Regions from separate parts of the Triticum aestivum genome. Here region 2 is linked to region 1. A link is a contact called in public Hi-C data. All regions are on one chromosome and are shown on one strand. Each heading gives the region's core, a stretch centred on a gene start, on an enhancer-like site or on the middle of the called end of the contact. The rest is flanking DNA. Distances are from core to core; before and after follow the strand shown.

Region 1 (2,904 bases), core at 188-2,687:
GCTGCGTCTCAACCCAGCTCACCTTAATACGCTCTCTGGCCTCTTGTAACAATCTGAGATGCATCACACTTAGCTTCATGTGTGCTATCTCATGATCAGGTTTTTCCAGTAAAGTTTTGACTTCTGAAACTACAAAGGCCAAAAATACAAAAGATAATAAGAGCTCATATCATGTACAATCGATGCTTGGATATCTGGGCGCCGTTGTTATTTTAGCCAGATACCTTTTGTTCTTTTTTGACGAATTCTGTGAGTAAGCTTCTTGTCAGTCCGTTCTGTCAATTTATCTTTCATGGCTCTCTTACGACCAGGTGATGATACTTCACTTTTATTTTTCTGCTGCTTCTTCTCAGGCAGTTCTGATCTGTTGGAAATCCTTCGAAACATGCGAGAGTGATTAGAGAAATTTGCCAAACTAACCCATACCAAAAAGGCCATGCTGGAGGAGAAGCAAGCAATAATGTAGTGGTGGCTGCTCGTGGGGCACCACATGCAAGCTCCTGGTTTTTCACTGGGGCAAATATTGAGCTATCTACTTTAGACACAATTAGTTTTCTAACTATTCGTATCTGGCAATTGAGGACAGTGCCCTACTTAATATTTGAGCTGAACAATACACCACTATGCCCTTCAATATTAAGAAAAGTATCTTCAGAAACAATATTTTCCCTTCAATATTTGGCCTTCGTAAATTAAAAACCAACCATAGATTTAGCACAACAATGTGTGGGGCCAATTCTAGTTATATTGAGGTCAAATTCCAGATATATATTTGTCACAAACTACTTACTAACACAAAAGGTCAATACTATCTTCTATGAGAGCCTCCATGAGAGAGCAGCCCATGCTCCTCCTCACTGCTACTCCAGCTACCGTGTGGAAATAACATCAAAGTACTATCCTTGCATCAATAGCACCACCAGCCGGTTCCGACTAGCCGCTTTCTTTTCCATTTATTTGTGGCTCATGGGTGCTCTAATCCCTTTCTATGTAACTAAACATTATTTACTTCTCCTCTGAAATGCATTGGCAGTACAACTGCCTGCCCCCTCAAAGAAAAACAAACCAAGTGATCCATCCTTCCAAGTCCTCAGATACTATTTGAAATCTAGTATAGAACAACCAAATCATTCGATAGTTCTCGGGTTCTACTATAAAAGAAAAGGATGGAAATTCTGATTATTAACCCATCCAAAAGAAGAACATGTGGCACCCAAAATTAGAAATGCAGACAGCGTGCTCTTCACTGCACCTATCTTCACGCCATCCTATTATGAACCTAAATTTGCGTGCATACAGAGAGAAAGTAAATCTAACCAGGGAACATAATCCATCCACCACATCGACTAAATTAGCATGCTGCCGAAGCCCAGCATCGGAGCCACTTCCACACTATTCCTAGTTCCATTTCATCCATGTGTATACGAGTCAGGAAAACGCGAGCAGAAACTTACCAGATCGAATATCAGGAAACATAAGTAGATTGCAACCAAATCTGCACCCGTGACGCAAGGACGGCGGCGGCCAGTGAGTGGCGCTAAAGCATGCCGGGAAACCAGCAGATGGGAGAGGGAAGCAGTTGAGGGAGCGACGTGGGGGCGGGGCCGCTCGACCGAGGAGTAACCTAGGCGGGTGAGGAGAGATGAACGCGACGCGGGAGGGGAGGTGGGGCGCCGCAGGGGCGGTCGTACCGGCGGCGCGCGGAGGGGGAGCCGCGGCGGCGAGCGGAAGAGAAAGTGGTGGCTACGGCGTCGTCTGGAGCAGCGACGCTTCTGGCCCGTCGCAAAAAGTAGCTCCATAAGGCCTCTGGCCCATCATCATGGTCATCTGCAGTGGGCCATTAACCGGTCACTTGCGGCCGCGGCCCGTGCCGCCGTGCGCCTCATCCGCGCCCCCTCCTCCTCGTCGTCGTCAGTCAGCGACGGACCGAGCCGCCGAGCACCCACCCCAGCGAGCCTGCCCACCCGAACGATAACCGGCATGGCGGCGGCGCTATCCGCGCTGCTCCCGCGCGCCGCGGCGGTCCGCATGGTGGCGCCGCGCGCCCGCCCTGCCGCCGCCGCCGCGTCCCGCCTCCTCTGCGCCGCGGCGGCGGGGGAGGCGTCGAGCTCGCCCGCAGCGCCGCGGAGGCTGGTGCTCTACACCAAGCCCGGGTGCTGCCTCTGCGACGGCCTCAAGGAGAAGCTCCACGCCGCCGTCCTGCTCGCCGGCACCCCCTACTCCCTCGCCTCCCTCGAGCTCCAGGCAAGCAAAGCCAGAACCACTTCGTAATCTCTTTCTCGTGCGGAGATGGATGGATGCTTACTTTGGGGATGCTGGACTGATTCGATCAGGAGAGGGACATCACGACGAACCCGGAGTGGGAGCGGCTGTACCAGTACGAGATCCCGGTGCTGGCCAAGGTGCTCCCCGACGGCACCGAGGTACCCATTGATCCGCTCGCGACTTACCCTTTCTGCCATGTTTTCAGCTACGCAATGCAAGCTTGCACAGAGCCAAATTATGATACCAGTATCCAACATGTGGCTATATCAATGTCTCAATTCGATGAACGAAAGCAGACAGAGGTTATGCTTCGCTGGTTCACTGTAGTTGGTATAATCGCCACAAATAATAAAATCATAGCTTCGTTGTTCGATGAAGAACTATTAATCATATCAGGATATGTTTGGCCAGCACAAACTTGATAGAGGCTTACCACGCATTTGTGCCTCGACGTGCACGCGCTTATAATAAGATCACTCCAGACAAATCAGCAATTTTTTTTAAAGATAATCCGATGGTGAAGACAAGGAATTCTCTCCTACTTTCCAGCTCGCCTAAAGACCATTCCTTATTGGTATCTGATAGATATTTCAATCATTGTGAATTTGTGATGATGCATTATTTGTGAGAGTTACCCCC
Region 2 (3,105 bases), core at 27-2,526, 190 kb before region 1:
ACACATGTTGTAACGATGGCAATTTAAACAATGAAAAGATCTTCTAAATTAAGCAAAATATTGTATCATCCCTTCTTGACAGGTTTTTCAGTGAACCTCACAAACTACCAGGGAAGTACTTATGCCACATAAGATCCAAAATTATGGAACCAAGAAGAACAGTGGTGCCTAAAACAGCATCATAAGCAGGCAGACCTGAAGCACTTGACACAAATTCTCCTCAGGAGCCATCCGCACGCCACCTTTTCCCAAACCAAGACGCTGGGACAGAACTGCTCATTTTAGAGAAAAGAGATTAATTGTCCTGATGCCCAAATAAGCTAGAAAAAACTGCAATCATCAGTAGATTCACCTACTTTTCATGTCAACTTTGGTGTCAGCAAGTGCAGAAACGATATACAACCGGTGCTTCTTGTCCTGAAACCCACAACTCATATCAATACATAAATACTCAGTCTATCAGGCTTCCTAGAATTAACCGTTCATTAGTTGCCAACAAGCATACCTTCAGAAGTAGATTCTTAGTCAACGCGCCTCCGAAATTTCCCACATGTTTGGCCTGTCATAACAGAAGTTCAGTTAGCAATCACATTACATCATATCGAACGGAAGCCATCGCAGAACCAAATACGGACTCGGTGGTTCACAAACCTGCTCCTCGACCGTCAGCACAACCGGGTGGTCGTAGCGCTTGAAATCGATCTTAAGCTCCTGCAGAAAAACAAGACAGCAAGCTTAGCCGTAGGCCCTAGCTTCGTTGTAAGTTTTGTACACTGCTAGAAACCAAGCATTGTATGTTGGAAGTCACCGGGGGACGCAGCATATCGTCGTGGTCACGCGATATAGCTAGTGGTGGATTTAAAACCCTAACCCCTTCGCTGACACCGCAAAACTAAATTTCAGCAACCAACGACGCCTTCTCGCGCCAGGATTTCTAACCCAGCTAGCTTCCGCACTAAATCTGTATCGACTGCAGCACCTCGTCGGCGCTACAGCCAGGGGCGGCAGGCAGGGGGAACGAGGCCCAGTCCAGCCGATCTCCGCGACCGGGAGGTGGCTACGCAGGGGAGGGGCAACCGGAGAAGGAAGGGAGCGAGAGAGCACGGACCTCGAGGCGCGCGAGGAGCTCGTCCTTGGTGCGACCCATGGCTGGCGGCGGCGGCGGCTGCGAGGCGAGCAGGGAAAGCCGGGACTGCTAGAGCTGGGAGCGTGTCGGATGCGCATGCGGATGCGCGGATGCTATGGGCGACGCGGGTCGGGTGCGGGCAGCGCATACGGTCGGGACCCGAACCGCAATCCATACACTTTTTTGGAAAATTTATCGTCTCTTTCTTTTTTTACTGTACTACCTTGCTCTCCACATCGTGTGTCCGACGGATGCTCCAATTAATAATTAATCTCGTGTGATAACCAGCTGTTTTACATGACAGCGAGGGAGCTCCGTTCTGTTGCTTTTGACTGGGAACCCTACTCGATGGTGACCGCAGCATCGATCTCAGCTCACATGGATTCAGTTAACAGTTCAACTCTCGCGGGAATCAGGGGAATTACCCCGTAGATTAGGTTTTCATGGCATTTAAGAAAGGAAACTGTTTGGGGACGGTGCACCGGCCGAACATTGGGTCGGACGCATCCACGCACGCTTCGCCTCAGTAATACACCAAACGACACGTATGAAACGGGGCCACTCTCGCAGCCTTCAACCTTGTGCGGATCTCGCCCCCATGACGCCGCATCTCTACCCGTCTCCTCCTTCAACGCGGATCTCCTCCATTGCAGCGCGTGGAGCAGCTCGCCGTCGCCCATGGATGTAGGTTGCGGCCCCGCTCGTCTTCGCACCTCCTTTTTCTTCCTTCTCCCTCTCTTCCTTCTCCTCCGCCTCCTCTCTCCCTTTTTTGATGCAACCGGCGACAGGCCAAACGACAGGAGGACCGAGGTGCCTGTGCTACAACCATGGCGACCCAGAGGAGCTGCAACCGCGGCACTGGAAAAAGTTGCAAACGGCGTTTTCCTGTGCTACAACCATGGACACAAAAAGCTACGTCCAGTAGATAAAAAAGCTTCAACCAGACAACGGAATATAGGAAAAGTTACAACCGTTTTGCAAAAAAGCTTCAACCTGTAGATGAAAAAGCTTCAACCAGAGATTGAGAAATCTTCCTCGACGATGGCTATGACGTCTCTCCATTTTTTTGCTACAACTGCAGAGTTAAAAGCTGCAACCCCGGCGATGTAGAATGCTTAAACCGGCCTTGCAAAAAGCTTCAACGGCGAGCTACGACGAGCGGCTACGGCGGAGCTGCATCGTCATCGCCGTCGCAGGGGTCACAGGTAAGACATGAAGTTTGAAGCTTTTTTCACTGCCGGTTGTAGCTTTTTGTAACCGTTGTTTGAAGCTTTTTGTTGACATCCATGACTTTCGTCGTCTACGGTTGAAACTTTTTCCATCGACGAACGAAGCTTTTTTGCTCGTCAGATGAAGCTTTTTTTTGTCACCGGTTGCAACATTTCGTGGTCGTCCATTGCTTTCGTCGTATACCGGTTGAAACTTTTTTCATCGTCGACTGAAGCTTTTTTTGTTACCGGCTGTAGCTTTTTGGTAGCCGATTGCAGCACTAGGCATCTCTCCAGACGCTCAATTTTCGCCAGAAACTGGGCAAGAGAGCTACGGCAGGCAAACTCGGCGGTGCTACGACGGCGGCGACTAGGTGCTGCAACTACAGAGAGATCGGGGGGCGGGGGGGCGTGCTGCAATCCAGTGGCGTGATTCAACCACGGCGCTCGCCTGACGAGGAGTGGCAAGCGCCACACGCGCAGGTGTTGTCGGGGCCGCCACCGCCGACGAGCACGACTGCTGCAGCTTGAGAAGGACTGCTCGACGACGGGAAGTGGTGCTGCCCACTGGACGATGCATGTCTTTTTTCCTCCGCTGCTCGCGTGCGGGGGTGGAACGTTGAGGAAGATCAAGAAGCGATCCGATGGCTCGGGGAAGCTAGATCTGACGGGCAGGGTGCAAGCGGCCCGAATTTGGGTCGGCGCACCGGCGCAGATCACTACCCTTTAAGAAAATAAGACAAGTGTAACGCTCTAACGGTTAGCAAGTAC

What was found. A called contact is a pair of places that touch in the nucleus more often than the background predicts.
Region 2: a contact with region 1 is called in a Hi-C map of leaf, with 3 times the contacts expected there. The contact joins the promoter of LOC123128566 here to the promoter of LOC123128563 in region 1. A contact is called at or near these places in 4 of 5 Hi-C or Micro-C datasets (leaf and an unstated tissue) and 1 of 1 datasets of contacts at active chromatin or transcription factors (leaf).

What each region holds. Positions count from the first base shown.
Region 1 is chr6A:565,735,638-565,738,541 of IWGSC CS RefSeq v2.1, reverse strand. LOC123128563 (transcription factor TFIIIB component B'' homolog) reads right to left here and starts at 1,437. Exons shown (of 11, transcript XM_044548599.1): 1 at 225-1,437; 2 at 23-129. The coding sequence starts at 492. LOC123129706 reads left to right here and starts at 1,545. Exons shown (of 4, transcript XM_044549764.1): 1 at 1,545-1,578; 2 at 1,661-2,244; 3 at 2,334-2,423. The coding sequence starts at 1,545.
Region 2 is chr6A:565,921,745-565,924,849 of IWGSC CS RefSeq v2.1, reverse strand. It overlaps LOC123128566 (prolyl-tRNA synthetase associated domain-containing protein 1), which reads right to left and starts at 1,276. Exons shown (of 12, transcript XM_044548602.1): 1 at 1,109-1,276; 2 at 652-711; 3 at 506-559; 4 at 357-417; 5 at 196-272. The coding sequence starts at 1,147.